Regions from separate parts of the Pan troglodytes genome. Here regions 2 and 3 are each linked to region 1. A link is a contact called in public Hi-C and HiChIP or PLAC-seq data. All regions are on one chromosome and are shown on one strand. Each heading gives the region's core, a stretch centred on a gene start, on an enhancer-like site or on the middle of the called end of the contact. The rest is flanking DNA. Distances are from core to core; before and after follow the strand shown. Region 1 holds the start of ZNF827 (zinc finger protein 827). Region 2 overlaps C4H4orf51 (chromosome 4 C4orf51 homolog). Region 3 holds the start of LSM6 (LSM6 homolog, U6 small nuclear RNA and mRNA degradation associated).

Region 1 (4,021 bases), core at 778-3,277:
CTCCGTCTCCCCCGACCCCTCCCTCCGGCGCCTCCCGCGTCCCCTCCTCCCCGTCACCCCGCCCCACGCCTTCTCCCCTGCCCCCTCTTCCCTGCATTCAAGGAGCCGGGCGGCCCCGGGGGATATTTTTAGTTGCTTCTTTCTCCTTCACTTTTAGCTTTAGCAGCATCTCGAAACACTCAAAGCGGAGAAAGACTGGGGGGTTGGGGGGAGCTGGAGAGGGAGTGGGGGAAAAGTTAAGAGTCGCGCAAAGAAAAGCCGGAGGGCGGGCGGAGAGGGACCGGGGGCGCGGGTGGAGGAGGGGAAGGGGACCGGGCCGTGCCGGCGGGTGTGTGTCTCCAGTTGGCGTGTGTGGCTGCCGCCGGGGAGGGCTGTGATGCACTTTAGTCCTGGACTCTGCTCAGGCTCGCCAAGGAGGGGGTCTGAGAGCCCGAGTCTCGCCCGGCTCCGTCTGCTCCGACTGACCCCGCATTTTATTGCGGCCAGGAGCCCTGCTCCTCCCTCCCCTCCGCTCTGCAGGGACCTCGCGCGCCGCGAGCCGCCCTGCCTCCTGCCTTCGCCTCGGCGCAGCTCCCGCACCCCACATCCGCCCGCCGCTGCCCGGCCTCGCCCCCCGCCCGGCCGCCCCGCGCCCCGGCGCGCCCCCTCGCCTCGGCGCCGCGGGAGCAGCCGCCCGGCGGCGCGTGTGTACCCGTGTGTTTGTGTGCGGTGCCCCTACACCCTCCCCAGCCGCTCCCGCCTCGCCCGCCCCCGACTCCCCTCCTCCGCCGCCGCCTCCTCCACCTCCGCCTCCTCCTGCTCCAGCCGCCGCCGCCGCTGCCGCCGGCGGCTCGGGGGCCGACCAACCCCGGCGCAACCTTTAGCCAGGGACGGACCTCTCCCTGGATCCTGTACCCGGCGGCTGCTGCGCGCCCTCTCCCTGACACCCCCAAACGCCATGTCACGGCCCCCAGCCCTCCGCGCGCCCCGACCCCCGCACCCTCAGGCGCCGGAATCCACAAGGAATTTTTTTTTTTAAGATTCCAACCTCTCCCACCTCCCCCCACCAAACCCCCGATAAAACCCCCGGCATCCACACTACTCCCCTCCTCCCTTCTCTTGCCCCCTCCCCCCAGCAACCCAGAGTGAGGAGGGGGAAGGGGAGGGAAAGGGAAAAAAAAGCCCAATCTCAAGGAAAAAAAGAGGGGGGGGGTGAGAGAAAGAAAGAAAAAGAGAGAGAGAATAGAAAGGGCACGGGGCTGATCATCACCAACATGGCTGCCTCAGCATAGACCTAAACGAGGAGTAACCCGGGCTGTGTCTTTGTTAGTTTCACCTCTGTAACCCTAAACTAATGCAGAAAACAACGGAGGAGGCTGCGGAGGGGAAAGAGGAGAGGGAGGGCGAGAAAATGGCACGAGAGGAGGTGGAGAAGGGATGACTTACGTGAGGGAAGGCGCTTGGGCTGCTCCTGCTTCCTCCTGGGCATTTTCCCCCTTTTCTCACATTCTCCTCCTTGGTTAATGTGAGATCAAATAAACCCCCGTGGGGGCAGAGAGGCAGACACTGGCAGGAGCGGGGAGGTAGTTGGGGGGCGGGCGGGCGGGCAGGGGGAAACCCCTTCTCCGGTGTGTGCAATGGGTTGAAGCTTGTTTCCTGGAGCCAGAAGAGGGGTTTTCTTCTTTTCTTTCCTTTCTTTTTTCCTTTTTTTTTTTTTTAAATTTTTGGTCGTGCACCTGGCTTGTCCCCGAGCGTAATATTCTTCAATGGAAACGGATCTAATAGGTGTGAGTGTGTGTGTGTCCTATGCTCGCGTGTGTGATGGGAGGTATAAATAAATGAGTGCCAGTGCGGCGGTGTCTATGGCCGCGCTCTGTGTCTCCGAGCCCCTAACACTAATGTCGGGATCAAAGGGCAGCGGCGGCGGCAGCACAGCTCACAGCTCGCTCTCTTGCTCTCTCTCTCTCTTTCTCGCTCTCTCTCCTCTCGCGCTCTCTCTCTCGCTCTCTGTCACACACACACACTCACACACACACAGAGGCACAGACTGAGGGAAAGAGCGAGAGCTACACACACACACGCACGCACACACACACACAGAGCAAAGAGGAAGGTGCCCCAAGGCTCCCAGGGCGGACTCAGCCTCGGATTTACAACCGCTCTGTCTGGAAAGAATGGGGGGCGCGCGTGCGGGGGTGGGATGGAGTTCTTCAAATTTATCCCGCTAGTCACCAAATCTAGGGGGAAAAAAGTTTTTCCCACTCTTTAAACAACGATTAGTTCATTATTTTACTGATTTTTAAAAAGGAAATAAATTTCTCTCTTAACTTTCTTTTGTTTATTAAGCTACATTTTGTTCTGTATGAAATTCTGCAGGCTTTTGTCCCTACCCCATCACCTTAAATCTGGAGGTTATCGTCTCCCACACACTCTTCAAAAACATTCCAAAAAAACTAATTTAAAAAAAATGAAAAGACAACATATGGTGAATCAATAACTTGGTTGACAGTTGACAGAATAAGTGCCCAGTTTTGGAGTGTCCACTGGAGTTAAAACTGAAAAATGCTCCTAAATGAACATTACAGCTACTTGACAAAGAGAGGAAAATAAGATTAGGTCACCCCTGATGGTTGCTTTAACTGCTACGTGATACTCCTAGAGTGCACACAGCAATCTTTACTTCGGAAATTCACTTTTTCCCCTGCTATATACTGCAGGTATATGAAGTTTACCCTGAAGCAATTCCAGTGTGCATTATGAGCCCAATATAGCAGTTTTCATTAACTGATACATACTTTCATTACCTTACAAATCACACATCTTTCTTCAAAGAGAGACATAAAGAAGGAAAATAGAAAAGGACGGGTCTCACTCGAACACAAAAGGTACTTGGTGAAAGAGGACTGTTCTCTTTGTGACTTGCAGTCATTTGGATAAAAGTTCACTCAGAGGTTGTTAATGATTTAAACTCCAAAACCTGCTACTATAATTGAAATAAAAATGGTCTGAAGAAGAGTTGTTTCATAAAACTCTCTTTGTAAGAGGAAACTTTGAACTTAGCAGAATACATTATATGTCATGAGTCAGATGTAGCTAAAAAATAAAAAGGTGCATTATTTAACTACATCTTCCCTTTTTAGCTTTTTTAAAACTCTGACTCATCATCTTATTATGTTAAATATTTTCCTACCAATTTTTAAATAGACCTTTTCATCAAAGAAAGTGGAGGCACAGTAAAGACATAGAACATTAAAATGACACTCTATAAGCCTACATGGATAACTCATGCCTCTTTGAGGTTGAGTTAATTCTTACAACTTCAGTGGTGTTAAAGAGAGCCATGGGGGTTAAATTCTGACCTGCCTTATTAAAAATAATAATAAGGCTTTATATTGCACACTTTTATAAGTGAAGCTTAAAGAGTGCTGTATCTCCCAAAAGATGTCTTTCACTGATAGAGAAATCTCACGTTCAACCCCTCCCTGCCAACTCCCCCCAAAAGATCTAGCTTCCCAGTAACAAGTAATGCTATTGAAAGCGAGGTTTGAAACACCTGCATGAATTCAATCTAAAACCAAAACAGAGAGCAGTCAAGTTTAAAATGGAGCATCCTGTAATCCCAGCACTTTGGGAGGCGGAAGTGGGCAGATCACGAGGTCAAGAGATCCAGACCATCCTGGCCAACATGGTGAAACCCCGTCTCTACTAAAAATACAAAAATTAGCTGGGCGTAGTGGCACACTCCTGTAGTCCCAGCTACTTGGGAGACTGAGGCAGGAGAATCACTTGAACCTGGGAGGCGGAGGTTGCAATGAGCCGAGATCGGGCCACTGCACTCCAGCCTGGCGACAGAGCGAGACTCCATCTCAAAAAAAAAAAAAAAAAAAGGAGCATCATCCTTAAACCAGTTCTTCCTCGAGTGTTGGTTTTAAAAAACTGGTAGTTAGGTTGCCCTGCATTATAATTTGAAATATAACTATCTTTCCACTCAGGTCAAATTCAATTTGCCATAATTTTGACTATTGTCGGTGACATTGGACTT
Region 2 (4,115 bases), core at 28-2,527, 210 kb before region 1:
CAGGCGTGAGCCACCATGCCCGGCCGAGACAAGGCAAATCTTAATATTTTTAAATATATATAGTTTGGAAGAGAACAAGCACTGAGATATATAAATGCCCAATTTCCTGCATCAAAGCAATAAGTAGAGATTGAATGAAATTTTCAACGATCATTAACACTATTCTTAGTTCCGAAAGTATTTGCTTGCTGGGTAGTGCTTTTGGTAATCATTCTCTAAATATTTATATTCCTGTGTCCTATCTTGAAGAAGTTCCTGATGGAAACTGGAAAGCAGAGCATTCACATCCAGGAATGTGGGAACTAAAGGCATTAGGGAAACCTGGAAAGAATCTTACCAGAGAAGCAGTGGGGGCCGGTTAGGGATTGCAAGTGTTCCTGCCCTTTTTCTCTCCCACTTTATTAATCTGGCCCTCCTAACAGAGACACAATATATTAAACAGGAAGGTTAAGAGAGATGGAAGAAAATGCAGGATCAATCCCATCTCCTGCTCATGAATGATGTTTGGTTTGGAAGAGACAATTTAATTCCCAATTCTGTGGAAAAGTGACCTTTGCGGATGAGCGAGTGTTGACAACCAGGCCATTTTTCTCCAGCTTCATGGACGGTGCGATTCTGAAAGCAACGTTTGCTCATCTGAGGATTCAGAAGCTGATCGATACTCCGATTATGGCTGGGGAGGACCCTCATCGCCATTTAACTGAGTTGGAAAATGAAGCCACAATGCTGGAGGCGTGGAGTTTGCTTAATAAACAACTTTGAGGTATGGGGCCCTCCCAACACCCCCCCCCCCCACCCCGCCCCGCCCAGGAACGTCTGGACCCTGGCAGGTTGGCTTTCTGGGACAATTCCATGGGCTTCATTTATCAGTTTTTTCCCTTTTTAATTGGTGGAGAGAGACAAAAGTTTTTATAATCTTTATTAAATTTTCCTTTTTAAATAAATACCTGGGACCACATTTCTCTGCTAGAACCACAGAAATGGTGCTGCGGCCCCGACCGTCGGGGGCTCCGGCGTCACAGAGCCTGTCCCTTGTATCTGGGAGCCCCGGGGAAGGCGCAGGGGCGTGAGAAAGGCTCTTTGTATTCAGAGCGGTCACCCAGCAGAGCCGGAGCCTTCCACCGCCAGGTTTTCCTCCGCGCAAGGCGCCGCCGGGAAGCGAATTGGCTGCGACAGTCGCGGGGGCGGGGGCGGCCTCAGACGCGGCGGGCGCGCGAGCTCAGGGGCGGAGTCGTGGCCCTCCCGTCCCGGCTCCCTCGGTAGCTGCCTGCGCCCCCAAAGCCGCGCCCACGGCCCGCCCACCCGCCGCCTGCCCCTCCCCTCCCCGGTCCGCCCCTTCCCGCTCCTCCCGGCCCGCCCGAGCGGCCGTCTCTTTCTTCCTCCACGGCCCACCTCTTCTCCCCCACGATCCTCCTCCTCTAGCGTCCACAGGCCGCCTCCGCCGCCTACGACCCTCCTCCTGCTGATTCCCCCCCACCACCGCCCGCCTAGTCGCCCCCGCGGAGCGCGCAGGAGGGAGGGACCGGGAGCGGCAGGGGCTGCACATGACCTGGGGCGCGGGAAGGAGCCCGCTGCCGTCTAGGCCCGCGAAGGGCCTCGGCAGCCGCCGACTTCTGCGGAAAAGCAGAACGGTGTTTGGTTTACTAACGTAGCTGCCTCCTACCACTCTTCCTCCCCAGCCCCGCTCTCTGCTCCCCACACCCCCTTCCGTTTACTCCTAGTTACCAAGACCGTCCTTCTCTTAGGATTTCTGTTGAATAGAAAATACAATTAAAAGTCGCAGCACCACCCCTGCCTCCCGCCCCACAAACTCCTAGTGATTATTTTTGTCTCTTAGCCCTAGGTTGGGTTAAATACATTCCCCGGGAGCCATCTGGTCTGATTCCCGGCAACCTTCGTATGGTTTCCATTAAGCTCTCCAAAAGCATGCATTGAAAAGGCAGCCCTGTAGCCACTTAGGAACCTCCAGAGTTTTGCCCTGGCCAGCCCTGGTAGACATCCCAGGCAGAAGGAGAGAAAGGCCTCTGTTTAGGTTCCGAGTCTAGTACCTCATGATCCTGGTTTTAATCTCGAATTTCTTGGCTTTTCCTAGTCCAAGAAAATACAGTTCTCCAAGGTAATGGCTATCATTAATTCATCATTTGTTTTTTACTATACGCAGAGGATAGCTGATTAGAATTCTGTTTTAATTCTAAAAATGAAGGCTAACAGCTTTACAGATAGGTTTCAACAGTAACCTGGCCACACAAGTTCAATTTGACCAGCAACATTGGTATGGTGGGGTCTACACCTTCTCGCCTGTCTGTCCACCATTCCTTAACCCCCAAAAGGCAAAGAACAAATGTTTGCTTGTGGAAACATATTCCCTCACACGTGGGTTAGGGCTTGTGTCCAAGAAAAAGGGAACCGGCAGGTTCATAGACTCAGAGTGTTGTAACTAGAGTGTTCCTTAGGATTCATCCGAGATGTATATCCATTGATTGAGGACACTCAGAAAGTGGAGGGGCTTCGGGAAGGTCACATGGCTGATGAGTACAGTACTGCAGCCTAATTTGGGGACGGGAGGGTGGGGAAGAGACCTGGGCATCAAGAGCTTTATCATATACAGCAAGGAAGATTGTGGTCAAACCAATTCATTAGTGGCACATCCTGAATCTCCCCAGTCCCTCAGCCGCAGTCCCATCTCTGTCCTGCTCTGTGCCTCCCTGTTTGCGGAGTTAGAGCCCTTTGCTATTCTTCCTGTTTCCCCACTCCCGCCCTGACCGTGTGATTTTTATTTGGGTTTTAAAAATGAAACCAGGTGCTGCATAAAACAAAAGCAAAGTAATAACAAGGAAAGACTAGCCAATGCCTGAGGAATGTGCTGAGTTTTATGACTCAGGCTGTCCTAGCAAAGAGCTTGGACTGACAGCGAGAGGTGGGTGGCACGGAGCACAGACCATACATGGCAGCCCTGGCCTCCCCAGATAGGCATGGTCAAGGCAGCCTGTGACTCATTTCACAAAACCAGAGACTCTTGTTCTTTGTGGAGCAAGACTTCCCGGACGCTAGAGCAGGATGATCGTCAACTTTTCTCCTTAGAGCCGGTTCAGTCTGATAAAGCAGGGGCCACCCCGGAGCTTGGAGGGGAAGAGAGCCCAGGCACAAGGCCATCCCTGGGAAAGAAACAGGCTTGATGCACTTGGGCGAGGGCTTTGGTGCAGTGAGGAGATGAATAACATGGAAGTTGCAACGTGACATGAAAATTAGCATGTATTGTAGTGGAGACAATGGCTTGAGAGTTCCAGGTCGGGGATTGCCACAGTGCCTTGGAGAAGGGGACTGTTGGAGTGCTCCTAAGCCTGGAGGAGGTGTTTGCTCCTCCTGAGTGCATGGAGCACAGGAAAAGATTGTCAGATGCCAGTAGGGTTTCCGAGGTGCCATTCCTCACGCAATCAGGAAGAGTAACTATGGGCAAAAGTAGTAGACTTTGCATAAACACCCAGAGAGCCACCCAGGCACACATCCTCACATTGTGAGAATTCTTTTCAAATGAGCATAGTAATGGGATGAGGTGTACATTTTTTCTGTTACTAAGAGACAGACTGGGAGAGTGAGAATGCAAAGGAGAATGTCTCTCCTAGCAGAGGTGGTGGGAGGGGTTGGAATTTGGGTGACAAGGATCTGTTTGTGCCGCCTTCATTACACAGGCCTGAGTGGAATGGGACTGATAGGGCTTCTTCTGGTTTCTGCTTCTGGTTTCTTCTTCCCAGAGAAGGCTGTCACTTTTTGAATGAGAATGAACTTTGACTGGCATAAATGAGGTCTTCGTGCAGCAGCCCTATGGAACGGGGACTTGTTTTTCCTTATCTTCTTTCTCTTTTTCTTTTCCTTTCCATGGAATACCCATTGAAAAGCTGTGGTGACTATTCCATAATTGCAGGCAAAGCTCTGCTTAACTTGTTCCTTAAAGTCTACTTACCTGGAAAAATAAAGTCTTTTAAGGACGATGACTTCATAAATATTTATAGTGGGAACAGGCATCACTCTGGTTCTGCGAGAGAATGGGCTCATTCAATTTTATTTATGATGTGACACTTGGGTGAGTGACATCCGTCATCTGGGTCAGCCCTACA
Region 3 (4,443 bases), core at 1,294-3,793, 240 kb after region 1:
TCAACAAAAAGAAAGAACAAACTGATTCAAAATTGGGCCAAAGACCTGAACAACCAAAGATATACATATGGCAAATAAGTATATAGAAAGATCCTCCATATCATATGTCACTAGGGAATTACAACTTTAAACAACTATGAGATAGTCACTAAGCAGCTATTAGACTAGTCAAAATCCAAAGGACTGGAAGCACCAAATGCCCGTGAGGATGTGGAACAATGGAAACTCTCATTCACACCTAGTGGGAATGCAAAATGGTACAGCCACATTGTAAGACAGTTTGGCAGTTTCTTACAAAACTAAACATACCCTTGCTATATGATCTAGCAGTCATACTCCTTGATATTTGCCCAAATAAGCTGAAAACTTATTTCTACACAAAAACCTGCATACACATATTTATAGCAGCTTTATTCATAACTTCCCAAACTTGGAAGCAACCAAGATGTCCTTCTGTAGGTAAATGGATAAATAAATTGTGGTACATCCAAATAATGGAATATTATTCAGAACTTAAAAGAAATGAGTTGTCAAGCCATGAAAAGGCGCAGAGGGGTCTTAAATGCATATTTCTAAGTGAAAGAAGCCAGTCTGAACAGGCTACACAGTGGGGTGGTGCAGTGTATGCACCACTAACTGTGTACGGTATGATTCCAAATGTATGATATTGTGGAAAAAGGCAAAACTTTGGAGACAGAAAAAAGATCAGCGGTTGCCAGTGGGGAGGAAGGGATAAATAGGTGGAGCACAGAGAATTTTTAGGGCAGTGAAACTATTCTGTATGATACTGTAATTGTGGGTACATTTCATTATGCATTCGTCAAAACCTATAGAATGTGCAACACCAAGAGTGAACCCTAATGTAAACTTTGGCCTTTGGATGATAATGATGTGTCAGTGTAGGTTCATCAGTCCTAACAACTAAATGAAACTAAACTACATAAGTTAAACTAAAGCTTGCCAAAATATTTTTATGACTTTAAGGCTCCTTAATAAATTAATGTTTACATTCAGGGTTTTGAAGACTAGTATTCACCAAAGGTCTTGCAGTGTTTTCTTTGCATCATAAAAGATGCTGAAAGCAAAAACCTGGGAAATACGGAAAATTGCCTTGTGAGTTAGTAAAAGTCATTTATAAGCTGCTGAGGGGCTTTTGGGAACAGCCACACTTTTTATAAGCTTGTTAGCTCATGAATTAATTCAAGATGCCCACCCCGTGTGTCAAACTGGGCCCTTACCCAGCTACTCGCCTTAGAGAAGGTTGCAGCTGCTCGGCAGATGAACTAGGCCCTTAAAACTCCTCATGGCTCCCTACCCACCACACTAGTGTTAACGGCTCGATTAGGGCTCTGTAGGAAAGGGAAAGAAGTTTGAATCAAAAATTTTCTTTTTTTTTTTTAATAATTTAAACAATCAGTAAGGAATGTGCAATTTGATGTCGTTTGCAAAGAAAGTTTTTAGGAACAGGGCTTTTTATCCTATTATGTTTGTTCTTTGCATGTAATTATTTGATTTAAATGGTACTTTTCTTAAAATTTTTATTTACATTGTATTTTATATTGCAAGAACTTCAAATACAGCCCTCACAATAAATCAGTAACTGTTCGGTTTTTATCCAAACTGAGCTTTTATAGAAGGATATAAGGAAGTCTCTATTCTTTAACAAATCATATCCAGTTGTTTTCTGTCCCTAATATCAATCAAAAGTTCATTTCTTCTGCCTTTAACCAAAAGAAGTTTACAAGGGAGGAACTCTTTATCTTCGAAAAAAATTTTGCATCTTAGATTTTATAACACCTAATGGGGTTAAGGATCTGTGTTGAAAGATCTTATCACTCTGTGTATAGTGTTACAAATCATAAATATAATTAAAGTATAAGTTTTCAACTGATGAGAGTATATGTGGAGGGGGAAAAAGGAATCAAGTCCTGGTGTAACAGTTCTCTTCTTTTTCCCCTTCAATTCCATTAATAGAAAGAGTATTGAGAATTCATGCAAAATTCCAAACCAAGTTCCCATACTAGCACTGAAATAAGTCTGCACACCATTTCCAATAGGAACTAGTAATGTAACACAATTAATGTCATTATAATTTGGAGTTACTTGAGTGATTTTGATTATTTTTGTATCAATTAACATTGCCATGGAAACAGTCTCTTGCTAAAATGGCTTAAGTCTTCACACATTTAATCAATATCCAGAGGTAGATTTAAAGACTTGAGGTGTTTCATTTATTTATTTATTTGCTTTAAACTATTCAAGGACGTTTCTGGGTACACAATGCCGTTACTTAAACAGTAAATTCCAGTTTCCTATGACTTCAAGTTATTTTTTACACTTCTGTAAATAAATCCTGCCCAAAAGATCACTTCTAGTTTCCTGGAATTTTGTTTTTGTTTTGTATTGTATTTGTTTTGTACTCAGATTTCTGTTAGAGGAACTCCACTGCACCAATTTTGCTACTAGACAAACCAGGATTCTTGGATTTGCGCGCTTTGGTGCTGACAGGCTTTTTCGGCCTCAGCGGGCTGCCGTAGCAGAGAAGAGCACTGATTGGCTGAGGCAGAAAAGTGCCCCTGCCTCGGCGCTTTCGGTTTTGGCTGGGATCATCCGCGGCGGCCGGGCTCGTGGGGCGCTTGGAGTGAGGGTTCTGGTTCCCGCCGGCGAGGTGAGCCGCACCGCTGCGCGGGCCGACGACGGGGCCGGGCGCAGCCCCAGGTTCGGTGCCCCAGTGTTCAGTCGCGCTGTGGAGCGGCGGCTGCAGCGGCCCTAGGCCGGGCGAGGCAGCCCCGGAAAGGGCCTGCGGTGAACGGGCTGGGGCTCCGGGAAGGGACCGCTGGGTGGCGGGTCCCCGCGAAATGCCGCGTCCAAGCTCTCCGCGCATGGAATGGCTGGGAGAGGTCTGATGGTGGGCGCCGGGACCGCCCTCAGCGAGGCGCCTAGACTGCGCGGAGAGGAGCGGCACCGTCCCGGCTCCTACCGAGTTGGCGTCCGAGACCAATTCAGGTTGTTGAAGTTCCCCAGGGAGCCCCGACGCTTATCCCAAGATTCGGCGGGAAAGCGGATCCCGAACCCAGGCCTAGGCTTCGCCTGTCTTCCAGGAGGGCTTCAGGGAATTGCGAACCCTCCCCTACATCGGGGTGGCTGCGCCTGACCACAGGAATTAAAGGCTGGACTCGCCTGTCTTACCGAGTTGTCAGGTCGAGGAACCCGATTGTATGGTCTTAAGTCCTATCGCCCGAGGTTTTCTGTGCGTATGCGTGTCCGCACACCTGCATAGCAGGCATTTTTCAGGTGTGTAGGATTAAGATGATGCGGATTACCCTGCCCCACTGCTCTTAGTAATACGTGACTATTATAGAAAATTGCAAACATAGAAGACTTTAGTGAAGAAAACAATATTCACTGAACCCTTTCACCTACGATCATTTTCTCTTGTATGTGCTAGCTTCTACTTGAACTAAGAGTGTACATGTTTAATCACTTAACAGTATAGTTTCCCACTTCCATTTAAAAACTCTTCCTAAATATTATTCTAATTTTGTATCTTCTTTTGATTGTCCCATCATTGTGGGTCCCAGTGTCGGTCCCGTAAATTATTCAGTCATTTCCCGATTGTGGGACATTAGATTGCTTTTGAATTTTTACATCATCTTAGCATCCCAGATAGTGCTTTGATAAACTCTTTTCCCTCTATTTTTTAGATTCTTTCCTTGGACTAGATTCTCAGAAGTGAAATTATCAGATCAGATGCTGTCATCTGAAAGGTCTGTTTTAGGCCTTCATACACATTGCTGCAGTGTTTTCCAAAAAAGTTTTAGAGATGTTTGGCAATTTTACTTGCTTGAATATTGTGCAGAAATCTTGAGAGGCTTGTGTTTGTGGTGTGTGTGTGTGTGTGTGTCACTGGCGTTAATGCGTTAGACTACCTGAATGTTAGGGCAGGAAGAGACTTAAGTGGTCATCTGGCATAACTCCCTTATTTTGCAGATGAGGAACCTGGGGCCATGAGAAGTGAAATTATGAGTTATCCAAGTCACACAGCTAATTAAGTAGCAGAGCTGGGATTAGAACTCAGGTTTCCTGCCTCCCAAGTGAGTACTCTGTGCTGTATCAGGCAGTCTCTCACTGAACTGTGGCATAGTAGATACTAGAATTTAAAAATTTGTTTACATCACCTGGGTTATTCTCTCCTTTTAAAAGTGTACTAACAGATTTTAATCATCGGAGAGACCTGTAACACTGAAAAATTGGAAAGTGATCATTTTCATGGCCAAGACTAGAAATCCATTATTTAGAATGGCAACCCCTTCAAGATTTTGACAGTTGTTTTCAGGTTCCCTATATGTTACAATAAAACATCTCTGATTAATTATAATCTACACTCCATCATTTGGTTAGAATGTAGCTTTTGGTTATCATTTGCTGCACCTTGGAGATTTC

What was found. Hi-C and Micro-C count contacts between places; a contact is called where the count stands out from the background. HiChIP or PLAC-seq counts read pairs in DNA pulled down with a chosen protein or histone mark.
Region 2: a contact with region 1 is called in a Hi-C map of stem cell-derived neural progenitor cells, with 13 times the contacts expected there. The contact joins the enhancer-like site here to the promoter of ZNF827 in region 1. A contact is called at or near these places in 1 of 7 Hi-C or Micro-C datasets (stem cell-derived neural progenitor cells) and 1 of 1 datasets of contacts at active chromatin or transcription factors (stem cell-derived excitatory neurons).
Region 3: an H3K4me3 HiChIP or PLAC-seq map of stem cell-derived excitatory neurons shows a contact between it and region 1, with 3 times the contacts expected there. The contact joins the promoter of LSM6 here to the promoter of ZNF827 in region 1. A contact is called at or near these places in 1 of 7 Hi-C or Micro-C datasets (stem cell-derived neural progenitor cells) and 1 of 1 datasets of contacts at active chromatin or transcription factors (stem cell-derived excitatory neurons).

What each region holds. Positions count from the first base shown.
Region 1 is chr3:147,725,717-147,729,737 of NHGRI_mPanTro3-v2.0_pri, forward strand. It overlaps ZNF827 (zinc finger protein 827), which reads right to left and starts at 2,028. Exons shown (of 14, transcript XM_016952308.4): 1 at 1,426-2,028. The coding sequence starts at 1,468.
Region 2 is chr3:147,521,109-147,525,223 of NHGRI_mPanTro3-v2.0_pri, forward strand. C4H4orf51 (chromosome 4 C4orf51 homolog) reads left to right here. Exons shown (of 9, transcript XM_054683420.2): 6 at 597-763. The coding sequence ends at 704. Among named protein-coding and RNA genes, the nearest start is that of C4H4orf51, 52 kb to the left of the region's middle. Within about 2 kb of position 1,278, at least 22 of the 24 cell types and tissues checked have an H3K27ac peak or open chromatin away from gene starts, as enhancers often do. A contact at or near this core is called in stem cell-derived excitatory neurons and stem cell-derived neural progenitor cells, where this site is marked.
Region 3 is chr3:147,960,542-147,964,984 of NHGRI_mPanTro3-v2.0_pri, forward strand. LSM6 (LSM6 homolog, U6 small nuclear RNA and mRNA degradation associated) reads left to right here and starts at 2,544. Exons shown (of 4, transcript XM_003310475.4): 1 at 2,544-2,668.